2 separate regions of the Larimichthys crocea genome follow, and region 2 is linked to region 1. The links are chromatin contacts, called in public Hi-C maps. All regions are on one chromosome and are shown on one strand. Each heading gives the region's core, a stretch centred on a gene start, on an enhancer-like site or on the middle of the called end of the contact. The rest is flanking DNA. Distances are from core to core; before and after follow the strand shown.

Region 1 (3,725 bases), core at 338-2,837:
TCGTTCTTCCAATAAATGCACAATGAAAAATAGAATGAAGAAGAATGCGGAACAATACTTTTAAGTGACACGTATAATAATATGCAGCATGCCTTGCTGAACTGCAGACTTGAGTACTGCTTCATGAATTCACAAGTGATTATGTGATTCAATAAGATTATCGCTCTTTAACAACAAAAAAAGCAAAGGAACAGTAAACTTAAGTCTCAGGTCTTGCACATGACCTTATCACACAAAAGCTGAATCAGTTAAAACCTGAACTGTGTTGCAAGAGGGGGTCTGCAGTTATAGGAGCATTTATGCTGAGTCATGGCAGTCAGAACTTCTACAGAGACACGGAGAGTTGCTGGGACACAGCTTTACAGAGCGTTATTTTATATTAGTTTAGGAAGCCTGGATGTTTTTCTGTCAGTATCAGCACACAGATACGACAACATAATAATGATTGAGTCAGCGTCACATGCATAAGTCAAAGAAGGGCAGAGACATTTACCCCCTCTTTCTAAAGTCTGTGTAAATATAGTTTTCAAATAATATTCACAGTGTTAATGTCATTTCTTGTTGCTGGATGTGGGAAAAATGAACATGGTTGCATGTGTTCTTAGTGTGTTTTAAGTAGAAGGGGAAATCAAATGCAACCTGTTTCAAATATTTGCAATTGCCTTAATTTACTTAAATGCATCCTCCTCTACGTCCAGTGATGAATGACTAACCTCATGGTAGCTGGAGTGGTTGCTGCTGTTGTTTATTGTACACCTGGATGTGTTGTCAGAGATAGGATAGGTGGTGTTTGTCAGCTGCTGCCAGAACCTCCGGTACACATACTGCTGCACCAGGGGATAGATGAGAAAACTGGAGAAAGCGTACAGAGCAACTACAGGCTCCACAAGGTAAAGACCCTTCATTCTGAGGGTCTGCGATTAAAAAAAAAAAATCCTGAAAAACAGATATGAAGACATTAAGACATGTAAATGAACTCAAATAAAAAAAAAGACAGATGATTGATGAAAATTTGAACAACTGGACAGACCATAAAGATGATTCTGTTTTTACATGTTTTAACCTTCAACACTGCACACACAAATAACACAGTGTGCAGAACAAACATGTGACACACATTACACTCTTTACATGGCACAATACTGATTCAAATCAGAAACATCTGACGTACAAGACAATATTTATTTGGTTGTTTGTGCCTTTTGAGGATCACAGACAGTCCAAGGTTGCAAAAGTTGCATCAAAATATCGATCCAGCAGTGTGACACATAAAGTGAAATATCAGCTACTAAGTCTATAGCCCGGTTTGTTTGTTTCTGTGTCCAACATATGCTGCAGGATGAGCCGGTCTGGGTTAGATAACACGAAACGAGGACGACAACGACACCTTAGCTTCTTTTTTGTTATTATATTGTTGACAAGAACATGCAGTAGAACACATACCGTTTAGATGATCTCTCGACTCATGATTTAGTCAATAACGTGATCCCGGGGAAAGAAAAAATCTGTTTGTTGAAGTGTGCAGTTGCTCTTGTTTTATACAGAAGTGTATATAAATACGAAACGCCGCGATCCCGCCCCTCGCCGTACGCCATTGGACGGCTGTCTTTCAGGGCTGTGTTTATTCGACGAAGGAACTGTCAGTCACCAGTGAAAGCGGACGACAACACTTTGTTATTTTCTGTCATAGGCTCTTTATTGTCCATTAACGCGCATTTGAAGCATATACGGCATAAAACAAGTACCTACAAGTCAGGTGAATTGGATTTAGCTTGCGAAATATTTTATTTATATGAACTCTACTTCCGTGTTTTCCAAGCATTACGGTAACGTGAGGTAGGCGTTGGAATGTACCATTCCGCAAACACACCGGGAGGGATTGTGTTGTGACAGCGGAGTAACAACCCGGCGGGGGTGACGGTAAGGCGGAATATGTAGTCCTTCCTCTGTGCAATTTAAACCTAACCTACAATTGAAAGATGAAGCCGATGTGTTTGATGTTTGAACGAGTTAATACGTTCTACATGTTGCTCATGTTTCTGTTTTAATAAATGTCATGTTTATGACGTGCAGGAGTACTGCCATGGAAAATATCGACAGCTAGCGAATCATAGCTATCCCTGTGATTAATGCGGCTAACCTGGCTAACGCTCCCAGCTAGCGTCAGAGAGGTGAAAGACGGCGGGCTGTTTTCGCTCCGTCTTTTTCAGCTCTCTCCTTTTCCCTCCGTCACTTTTGTCATGGCACTAAACCGGCTGACTGCCTGCCGGATAAACGACAGCGTTAGCTTCGCCTGCTGCACTTGCACCATAAAGTCGTGACTGTCCGTGTCAGGGTGGATGATATTTCAGTCTCCCGGCCTAACGTTATTCCTCACAGGGCTCCCGCTTTGCTCCCAGTCTCACAAGCTACCTGCGATATCCACACAGCAATAAGCGATAATAATCACTTTGTCATAATGTTGTGGGCCTTATCTGTGCCAGCTTCCGCAATGCTAAGCTTTCTGCTCAATCTGACTCACACGTAATGTTGCTATCTAATTATACGACAGGTTCACTTAATGAGTGACGGGCACTGAGACACAAACACTGTGTTACCTGCAGTGAGAGTGCCGTGTAATCATCTATGTTTCATTTTTTATAACGTCTTAATGCTTCCTTCAGTCACAGCGTTTGCTGTATTAAATGTAATAAATCCATTTTTGATATAAACATCCTAATATGTAAGCATGTTCATGTCATACTCTACAAGCATCATATCCTCTAATAGCCCTCACATTACAAATGTCTGACTGTCTCTCTCTGACACGCTGTCATCCGCTCTCTCTGCTTTTCCAGGTCATAACAGGTTTTTTCATCTCGGATCAACAATGGCCTTCAGTAAGGGATATCGCATCTACCATAAGCTGGACCCACCCCCCTACAGTGTCATAGTGGAGACTAGGACCAGGGAAGAATGCCTCATGTTTGAGTCGGGGGCTGTCGCCGTCCTGTGTAAGACATCTTGTTTAATTACACTCCAATTAGAGATTTAAATAGTATTTCCCCAAATAAAGATGGTGTAAGAGGAACACAGCTACAAGGAGAGACATATTGATGATCAGGTGATGTAACTTAACGAGATATTTTCCTCACATTGTGTTGCTTTTTGTTCGTCTCCAGCGGCGGCAGAGAAGGAGGCCATTAAAAGCACGTACACCAAGATCGTCGATGCTTACGGGATCCTCGGCGTTCTCCGCCTAAATCTTGGTAAGCTACACGAACATCCTTTCTATTCATTTGCTCCTCGTTACAGAAATTTCCTGGGTCCAGTCCGGTCCTTATTGTGACCCCAGGTTCTTGTGTGTCTGTGAAGGCCATGTGGTTTGTAGTCCGGTCGCTGTTCCTTGTAAGCTGCTTTCTCCTGTCCTCTACATGACCTTGAAGGCTCTTGTTATCACAACAGGGAAAAAGCCGTGTAAAAGATTAAAGCTGAGTCTTATAGACGGCTGAGATTTGACTATCTGGTGATTTCGTCTGAAGCACTGACACCAAAGTTGAATTAACCATTTCCTGTCCAGTCTCTTAATGCATAATGTTTTATCGTATCTTTTCTAAATGCAATGAGTCATATCTTTTAGCACGCTCTGTTTTTTTCTCTATAATCCACCATATGTCATGTTTTCATACTCATGTCTTTTTTCTTTTTCATCCTGCTCCACCCTTACCTGTGCAGGTGACTCCATG
Region 2 (3,725 bases), core at 711-3,210, 150 kb before region 1:
CTGTGTGTGTGTGTGTGGGTGTGGGTGTGTGTGTGTGTGTGTGTGTGTGTGTGTGTGCTGACAGTGCAAAATTACAGCCAATCTGATGGCCTTTAGATGTGGAAGACGCTTCTCATTTCTAGGGTGTGGGTCAAACAGGTAAACGTCATACCTGAAAGATATACAGAAGCCAATAACACAGTGGGTGATTCATTGTGCACTTGTGGGTGTTTTGTGTGTGGAAAGTGTTCTGGTAGTGACATATGTTGATTTTCTTCAGATGGAGAACAGTCGGTTGCTACGGAGAGAAATGAAGGATAAAATCGAACATGCTTGTGGCTGCTGAAAGATAAAAACAACTGGTTACAAAAAGTTTAGATTTCATTTATCACCAACTGCCTCACAAGGTCATTCTTAAGATTGTTAATAACAAGTTTTATATTATGATTTTAGGGTGGTGCAGGGGTTAGCAGCACTGTCTCCCCATGTCTGCGTGGGTTCTCTCTGGGTACTCTGGCTTCCTCCCACAGTCCAAAGACACTTAATGTGTGTAATGGGTTAATTGGTGACTCTAAATTGCCAATAGGATGTGATGAACTGGTGTCCTCTGACTCTCAGCTGGGCCAGCCCAGTGTCTGATGAGGATAAGCGGTTCCAGAACATGGATGGAGATTATGATTGTCAACTCATTTTATAATATAAAACAAACAAAAGCTTTGTGTCCTTGTGAGGTCTGACTGGCTTCAACATACCTCCAGTATGTGGCAGGTTTAAGGCCGATCACTTACGAGCACAAATATCACAGGCGTTGTTTGAACGGTGGATGTTTACATTTGCTTTGACCTCGCCTAAGTGGGCTTTGCCATTATAAATGCAAACTTGGCCCTGCCCTGTCCATTTCCCTGAGGAATGACACATCTCTCGCTGGCACGAGAGCTCCTCGTGCTTCACACAGCATCCTCTGACACGGCTTACTGCGCCTGCCTGCCAGAGCTTGGAATCAAAGAAAACTGGCTGAACATCTTCTGTATATGAACTCATAGTAAACCCTTCAGCTGCACTGCTGTGCTGGCAATAACAGAGACTGTACACTTCACAATATGAGACAGTCATAAGCTGTTTATGAGAGAGAAAGCTGTTTTGCATATATGTATGCATGTAGCAGCTCACTGTGCTTTGAGGGACTTGGACCAGGCTGAGTCAATGTAAGACTGGAGGAGCCGCCTATTCTATTATTAGGAACAGGCAGCTTCCAAAATGTGCTGTACAACAGAGACAGTACACTTTATTATCTGCCATTATTAACAGTTCAGTTTCCGTGGGAGCCGGAACAGGTGTCTCCGGCAGGTAACGCTGATGCAGGCCCCCTCCCCGGTGACAGAGCGGCGGCTTTATTCACGCCATAAAATAAATGTAAATAATATTTAAACCGTGGTTCAGGCTGGAAATGAATAAAGGCCTGCTTCTGGTTCACACATGCAGCTGTTAACAGGAGGCTGGTTAAGGTGGTAAACAACCCGGCGAGCGCACCGTGTGAAGCCGGCTGCTTACCACTGCTACAAACGTAAAACAAACACACCCGGACAACGTGAAATATTTTTGTTATATAATATATATGTTGGACTTACGGTGTGCTTGGTCCCGTCGTCAAAAAAAAAAAAAAAAACCGGAGCTGTTCGGGAAGCTAGCGAGCGAGCTAATGAGAGGCTAACGGCAGAGCATCCCCGTTCACGCGCGGCTCACGGCGGACTGATGCGTCTTTTGTCAGTCCGAGGGAAAAAACGCCGGCGGGAAACAAAGCAGTGCTCTTATGTAAGAATGCTTTAATAACACAGACAGATACAGTCTTGTTCTGACTGCGTTTGTCATCTAAATCTACGTAAATAACCCTCTATCTCCTTTTTTAATGAAGCCTGGAGGAACGCTTCACGGAACTGACGACACAGCGGAGCTCATTTTGCAGACCCGCTCCGCTCCGAAGATCGTCTATGAACAGGAGGATGGATCACCTGTTTGAAAAACTGCCATGGTGCTACGCTACGGAAGGCCTAAGCGGTCATATATATGTATATTATTATGTTATTATCTTAAAGTAATACATGTTATTTCGGGATAATTTTCTTGAGATCTCAAAGTAAGAAAGCTTTGTTCTCCTGAGATAAGTTTCAAAGTTTCATTACCTTGAGATGTCGAGAACATTATCCCGTTATAACAACATTTGTTCATTTGATATAGTGATCATTTACATATTATCATAAAAAAGGACAATGGAAGAAAGAAAATGTATAAATGCATGACCGCTTAGGACCTCTGTACTACCCTGTGACCAGTCATTTGTTAATACTTAAAAAATATATTTATAAACTATATATAAAATATATTTATACCACATATATTTATAGTATACCTACTTAACTGAGCAAATAAACAATCTCACCTTCAATTAACCTAATTTTAGAGAGTGCAACTTTCCAGCTTTCTGTGAGCATTCCTCCTTTAGAGGTTTCACAGAGTGCTCTGTGTATAATGGTGATTTGATTTGTACCCGGAATTTGTAACAGAGTGAGAGTTCTTCATATTTTCTTCTTTTCAGCCCATCTTTGAGAGCATCCATCCAGCAGCTGGTGTGTGCAGGACTGACTGAACATTAACTCAGGTGAGTGTTAGTGAGTTCCACGTGTTCTTTAACTGTGCCTCAGGAATGGCCAAAGGACGTATTTTCAGTATGAATCCAAAGGTTACGTGCAAACTGCTTTATTCCAAGAAACGCTGCCCCCTGTGGCTGCAACTACATATTCACAAGTGTTGAACACGTCACCATTTCTCTCAGTAAACATAGGTGCTATTGACATGAAATTTTCTTTTTTTTTTTCTTTTTTCACAACTTTTTTTTATTGAATTTTCGAACACATAACTGACAGCTATAAGAAAGCAAGTATCAAGTTTGTCATTATTATTATAACAAAACTCAAATATAGACAAATAATGTACAAGACACTTGTGTATAAATAAATAAACAAACAACAATAATAAAAACAAGCAAACAAAACAATGAAAGAGGGAAAAAAAGGGGAAAAAAGGGCAGGTCACTTATACAGAATGAAGAGTTAGCCAGTGACATGAAATTTTGACCAAATATTGGTAACACCCCAAGTAATCCATACATACAAAGAAAGCAAATCAAATAAGTTCAGAAATTAGGTTGTGTGTAAGAAATAAGAAATGACAGAGAAAGAATTAAACACATAAAAAAGGGGGGTACAAAAAGCTATGGAAAGCCAAGACATCAGCTGAATGTCTATCAGTAAGTAGAAAGCTATTCTGTCCCAGTCAGTTAAAATCAACGTGTTCAGTCCAACTGTTGGCTTATAAAAAGGCATCTTATTACTAAGGTGTCACATAAGGAAGAACTTCACAACCTTATTATTGCAAAACACACTGATGGCGTTGGTTGCAGAAGAATTTCTAAACATCCGGATTATGGCCCCACCAGTGAACACTGTTTCGCCATAAAGATCTAGAATTAGCAGGTACAAATAATAATGCACTAAACCTCCATGGCCTGTATGCACGCTCACCACTCAAGACTCCATTGATGAAGAAAACACATGTTGAAGCTTGTTTAAAGTTTGGTGCACCACATTTGGACAAGAATATAGTCTGGTCAGATGAGAGCAAAACTGAACTCTTTGGATGCCATAATACACACTGTGTTTGGAGCACAAATGGCACTGCACATCGCCCTA

What was found. A called contact is a pair of places that touch in the nucleus more often than the background predicts.
Region 2: a Hi-C map of muscle shows a contact between it and region 1, with 2.1 times the contacts expected there. The contact joins the promoter of arfip2b here to the promoter of LOC104925183 in region 1. A contact is called at or near these places in 2 of 7 Hi-C or Micro-C datasets (both in muscle).

The regions. Positions count from the first base shown.
Region 1 is chrXXII:7,223,488-7,227,212 of L_crocea_2.0, reverse strand. It overlaps LOC104925183 (solute carrier family 46 member 3), which reads right to left and starts at 1,587. Exons shown (of 6, transcript XM_010738746.3): 1 at 1,444-1,587; 2 at 714-936. The coding sequence starts at 905. It overlaps synj1 (synaptojanin 1), which reads left to right and starts at 1,800. Exons shown (of 30, transcript XM_027273824.1): 1 at 1,800-1,920; 2 at 2,838-2,993; 3 at 3,162-3,248; 4 at 3,715-3,725. The coding sequence starts at 2,870.
Region 2 is chrXXII:7,375,068-7,378,792 of L_crocea_2.0, reverse strand. It overlaps arfip2b (ADP-ribosylation factor interacting protein 2b), which reads right to left and starts at 1,960. Exons shown (of 9, transcript XM_027273463.1): 1 at 1,608-1,960. LOC113744402 (a long non-coding RNA gene) reads left to right here and starts at 2,589. Exons shown (of 4, transcript XR_003461493.1): 1 at 2,589-2,635.